2 separate regions of the Bos taurus genome follow, and region 1 is linked to region 2. The links are chromatin contacts, called in public Hi-C maps. All regions are on one chromosome and are shown on one strand. Each heading gives the region's core, a stretch centred on a gene start, on an enhancer-like site or on the middle of the called end of the contact. The rest is flanking DNA. Distances are from core to core; before and after follow the strand shown. Region 1 overlaps TESK2 (testis associated actin remodelling kinase 2). Region 2 holds the start of AKR1A1 (aldo-keto reductase family 1 member A1).

Region 1 (2,764 bases), core at 179-2,678, 190 kb after region 2:
TTATTTGTTTACCAGTGTGTCTTTCATGACACATTTTATGGTATAAACTGAGTATTTCTTTCTTAATGGTATAAACTGAGTATTTATATACCCACATTTACTGTGTGGATGGGTCTCTTGTAATCACTGGGGGATATAATGTTGATGTAAATGGACAAGTTCTTATTCTCATATGGGGGTGGTAGGAAGGGGAGGAGTGCTCAATAAGTATTTGGAGAAATAAGCTGATATTCCTGAGTGGCGAACTGAGTGTGTGCTTACCTGTTCCTTTGATCATTTTCTAGAGTGTTGGCATATGATTTTTTACATACATAGTAATATTGTTCAGTCACCAACACATATTTGTCTATTTGGTGCCTTTTAAGAAAAAAGTCTTTAATGAAATCGAATATCACACAAATGAAATGGCAGAAACTCTTAACATTTTATTAAACCATGAGGAGGAGAAGCAGGTTTTGGTGTAGGTGAACTTGGGGAACAGTCACTTAGAGGTATTAAGTCCCTCTGACACATTTGATTGGCTGATATTATAGTTTTCTGAACTTGAAAGTTAAAAAGAGCAACAATAAAAATTATAAAATCTTCTCTCTGGTAGGTATTTAAATGTGTTGCCAAGGCCTTTGGTTGTTTCATAGAGCTAAGGGAGTGGTCTGGAAGAAAATGAAAGCAAAGTGGCTGTTATCCCCAGCCCAGAAGGCTGAATGTGCGGGGACAGTTGTTCTTGCCTCTGCTTCCCACAGAGCACACACCAGCTGAGTCTGCACGTGGCGTTGCTTATGGGGAAGTGGACATTCCGACTAATGGCACACAGAGTGTGTAGCAACTTAGAAATCTTCCTTGTTGGCAGATCTCAAACTTCCTTTCCTCATATATGCAAAGGTCTTGAGACATTGAGAAGTTGTGGTTTCTGAGAGCCCCAGAGGCTTATCAGCCCCACCAAAGTGTTCACTGAAGGCAGGCAAGTGAGTAAATTCCATTTGGTTTCCCTCTCTGGTCCTGGGTTTGTGCTTTTTTTCCATCTTGTCTGGAATAGTCAGAGCCAAATAGCCAGTGTGATTCCTCACCTTGTCTCACCTCTCTCCTCTGCTCTCCACCCTGTGGCTTGGTCTGTGGATTTCTCAGACTTTCAGAGACATGGCGGGACAGAGTAAACATGTGTTTGAACCAAGAGTCCTGGCTTACCCTGGCCCACAGAGTACACATACAGGCTTTTTACCCATCTTTTCTGCCTGGCCCTCAGTGGGAAACCTGAGTGGCTCCTGAAGTCAAGCCTTCCATGTCACACTGTCACGGTGCCAGACAAGTGGACTACAACCTTGTCACACCTTTTCTACTCTCAGAGCTAGAGAAATTTGTCTACGTGATTAGCTGTCAGCTTCACTGCCCCTCTATAGCTTGGAATTTGCAAGTTCACTTTCCTTTTAGCAAATGGGCACCTCAGATGTGAACCGTGAACAAATTCAACTGGAGTGAAGAGGCTAAGGTGCTATGCTAATGTCGTCATTATGCTTTGTTTTGAGATTTCCAAAGATGGATTATCAAACAAGATGAAGCAGATCAACAGGTTTCCCTTTTGAGAAATTTGGTGTATTTTTAGCCATTCTCTCTGCCTTGCCAAACCTGATCTACTTCATCCAAGGATCTGAAATGCTGCCTCATGCTGCCCCCAACTGGTTCTTTTTGGTACTCATGTTACCACATCAGAGAATCTAAGATTATATGAAACTTCTATTATTTTTTTCTTAGCACTTTCATGTATTTGTATTCAATTCTTATAATAACATCATGAGGTATATGGATCATGGATTATAATACCTATTGTATATATGGGAAAACAGAAGGAAAGCCTCATTAGTCTATTTGTCCAAAGTAAAATGGCTGTTAAGAGGCAGAGTTGGACTAAAATTCAGGTTTCTTGTCTTCTCTCCCATCAGTTCCCTACTCTTTTGTAAATCCAATATCACCCCCCACTCTGAAAAGATATGAAGTGCTTATTTTTAGGCTTAGAGGTTTTGTGAAGATTAAATGATGTAATTAATGGTAAGTCCTCAGAGTAGTGCCTGGCACAAAGTAAGCACCAACTAATAGCAGCTGCCACTGCTATTGTGGTTATTATTATTATCTCGGTATTTGCTCTTTTTAAAAACAAAACAAAACAAAGCGGCTCTTTGTGGGTATGTAGGAATGACAGACAGCCAAATTTCTTGAACGAGTATATCTTCACGTAGTTTCCACTTAGCCTTGTCTCCTACTCACTCCTCAATTCACTTTGATCTTATTCTGGTCTTAACCACTTTACTGAAACTGCTCTGGCCATGGTTGCCAGTGACTTCTTATTTATTTATCTGGCTGCATTGGGTCTTGCTGCACGCAGCATCTTCTGTTGTGACACATGGGCTTCTCTCTGGTTGTATCCCATGGGCTCCAGATTGTGGGCTCGGCAGTTGAGGCACAGTGTGTGGGATTTTCAGCTCCCAGACCAGGGATTAAACCCTCATCCCTTGCATTGGAAGGCAGATTCTTAACTACTGGACCACCAGGGAAGTCCTGCCGGTGACTTGTTAGAGGCAAATTCAGTAGACACTTTTCAGGCTCATCTTACTTGATCTGTAGCATTTTGATACTTTTGGTCATTTTCTCTTTTGGAATGTTCTCGTTCTTTGGCTTCTGTGGTGACATTCTTGTTTGGTGGTTCTTCCTCTGCCTGCTTCTGTATATGTTCCAGTTGTTTGGGATTCTGTTAATTTCCCACCTTATATGTTAA
Region 2 (3,087 bases), core at 272-2,771:
TTTTAAAATATATACTCCTTAAATCTTTACCCAGCCCATCCTCCAGGCCACTTTACCCAGCACACCTCCAGGGCCACTGCTCCAGCTGTGACCACCCTTCCCAGAACCAGGGATTGCTCTGATCCAGTGAGGCCCCTCTCCCTGACAAAGCAGTCCCCAAATCTGACCATGTGACTCCCAGGCTCTCTTCCAGTAGTTCTCTCCTACCACAGGGGTAAAGTCCAGACTCCTTAGTAATACCCTTTATAACCTGGCTCCCACCTCCCCCATCTCTCCACCTCTTTACTTAAGACAACATATTCCAGACTCTGCAGAAGCAGCCACCATACTTGATTCCAGGCCTCTGCACACTTCCCTTCTGCACAAGTCCAACCCTTGCCTGGCTAACTGCAGCTCACCCTTCAGCTAGCTTTAAATTTCTGGCTCCTCCCATGTACTGACAGCTGTGCACAACACTGCATTTGTGTGCTCATTTTCCCTCAGAAATTTAAGCACTCCTCAAGGTCAGGGCCTGCCATTTATCTAACCTGGTAGCTGCTACAGTGCCTGCTGCCCATTTCCCCTACCCCACACACAGGCAAACAGGGGAGATCTTGACAGCTGGAGGTGCATCTGAGAAAGTCACTGCCCCCGTCACTTTCTTCCTTTACTTCTTAGACAACCTGGCAACAACGATCTCTGGAAAACAACAAAGCACTTTACCATCTCCGATTAAAAAAAAAAAAAAATCCCAGTGATTACATTAGGCATTGCTCTTGTATTACAGATAAGAAATCTGAGATATGGGGGGCAGTAACAAGACTGATCAGAACCCTCAAGACTCTTCTAAGGGAGGTCGTGCGGCCCTGAGTATGGACAGGCTGAAGGAAAGAGTTAATTAACAATAACCCCATCCGGTGAAGGTTCAGATTTCAGTCTGAAAAGAGCACTCGGGCAAAACAGAAACATGCCCTGGCTTTCCCAAACCCAAGGCAGGTCCCAAAGCTAGCGAACCCACGCCCCTCTTGCCACGTCAGGTTTTATTAATTTCATAATTCCTATGGAATCGCAGATTCTATAGGAAAGCCAGATTTCCGGGAAAAACCGTGTCGGTGGGCAAACAAAAAAAGGAAGATGGCAACCAAAACTTACTGACAATCGGTGCATGTAGCTTTTAAGAGCTTTATCTCACTTAACTCTTGCTACAATTCTGATGTAGGAACTGATTTTACCGCTGAGAAAACTGAGGGCCAGAGAAACTGAGGACTTATCCAAGATCATTTAAAGAATAAGAGGAAGCGCAAATCCGAAACCAAGTCTGGCCGCCTCCAGAGCATTTGCTATTCGCTCTAAACATGGGGGCGGACACATGTGGAGTAAAGGTTCGAGGCCATCTCCACTGCGCCAAAGAAACAGGGCAGCAGAGGAGAGACTCACCTCGGTACAGAGCGTTAACAGGGTAGTGTGGCTTCCCAGCTCAGTCCTGTGCCCTGCTAGCCACCAAGTGAGCCTCAGCTTCCGGGATTGGTGGGCAGCAGGAGACACCCGCCCAAGCTTGATGCAGGCACTTAAGCCTGGCGGTGATGAGGCAGCTCCTCCCAGAGGAGTGGCGGGGGCCGGGTGTTCAGCATCACGCGCGTGGTGGACCCCGCCCCTACCTCCAGAAAGAAGCTGAGGAGTGGAAGCCTGAGCTAGGAGGCTGCACCATGGTGATGAGTGGATTGCCCACGAGCATCCTGCGGAATGTGGGTCCACACAGCGTGGCCTACTGTGGAGCTTGGACACTGCACACCGCTGGTTTGGCGAACTCCCGCGTGAAAGATGCACGCGCCTCGGATCACGTAGGCGGCCCCGAGGGCGGGACTAGGCCGCGCCTCTGCCTGGCCCACACTGCACCGCGCGCCGCCTGTAAGGCTGCTCTGGGCGGTCCCAGCTCTTTCTCCAGCCAGAGAGAGAATCCGGCGGCCTCGTGACGGCTTCTTCTGCAGTGGGCTGTTCCCTCACTCCACTAAATAAAACATAATTCAACTTTTAGACTGTCAATATTTTTTTTATTCATTAATACATACAGAACAATGCACAAATCTTAAACATTCAACTCTGATTTTTTCTTTTTCACTGTAATCAGCATCCAGCGCACTTGCAGTCAGTCTCCCGTGAGGAAGGTATTCACGTCCCACTTTACAGATTGTGCAGACTTAGCAGGCTTTACCTTGTTCAGAGTAAGATAGCTATTAAATTGCAGTTCTGAGATTTGAAATAGCTTTGCCATTCGGACTCAGAGGTGTCTTGAATTTATGTTTTCCTTGGCAGAATGGGCAGGAAGCAGGTTTGTCCTGGTGTAGCTCTTTCTCTCCCTCACCTCCTTCCTGCCCCTCTGTACTCTGCCAGCGCGACTCTAACCATTTTTTAAGCTTATTTCTTTCTAGGCCACTCTGTGAGGCATATGGGAGCTTAGTTAACAAACCAGGGATCCAATTTTGGCTCCCAGCATTGGAAGGTGGATTCTTAACCACCTGACCACAGGGGAAGTTCTTCCCCATCATTTGTTTATACCCCAGATTACTCCCCACTGTCTCTCCAGTAGAAGTGGCGTCCTGATGAACTAAGTCTCCAACATTTCACTTTTGGGGCTCCAAAATCACTGCAGATAGTGACTGCAGCCATGAAATTAAAAGACGCCTACTCCTTGGAAGGAAAGTTTTGACCAACCTAGACAGCATATTCAAAAGTAGAGACATTACTTTGCCAACAAAGGTCCATCTAGTCAAGGCTATGGTTTTTCCAGTGGTCATGTATGGATGTGAGAGTTGGACTATAAAGAAAGCTGAGCACCGAAGAATTGATGCTTTTGAACTATGGTGTTGGAGAAGACTCTTAAGAATCCCTTGGACTGCAAGGAGATACAACCAGTCCATCCTAAGGAGACCAGTCCTGAGTGTTCATTGGAAGGACTGATGTTGAAGTTGAAACTCCAATACTTTGGCCACCTGATGCAAAGAACTGACTCATTTGAAAAGACCCTGATGCTGGGAAAGGTTGAGGGCAGGAGGAGAAGGGGACGACAGAGGATGAGATGGTTGGATGGCATCACTGACTCAATGGACA

The links. Hi-C and Micro-C count contacts between places; a contact is called where the count stands out from the background.
Region 1: a contact with region 2 is called in a Hi-C map of skeletal muscle, with 3 times the contacts expected there. The contact joins the enhancer-like site here to the promoter of AKR1A1 in region 2. A contact is called at or near these places in 3 of 11 Hi-C or Micro-C datasets (blastocyst, liver and skeletal muscle).

The regions. Positions count from the first base shown.
Region 1 is chr3:100,701,318-100,704,081 of ARS-UCD2.0, forward strand. The region is part of intron 7 of TESK2 (testis associated actin remodelling kinase 2); the gene reads left to right. Among named protein-coding and RNA genes, the nearest start is that of MUTYH, 20 kb to the right of the region's middle. Within about 2 kb of position 1,429, at least 20 of the 102 cell types and tissues checked have an H3K27ac peak or open chromatin away from gene starts, as enhancers often do. A contact at or near this core is called in skeletal muscle, where this site is marked.
Region 2 is chr3:100,515,408-100,518,494 of ARS-UCD2.0, forward strand. AKR1A1 (aldo-keto reductase family 1 member A1) reads right to left here and starts at 1,522. Exons shown (of 9, transcript NM_001076513.2): 1 at 1,417-1,522.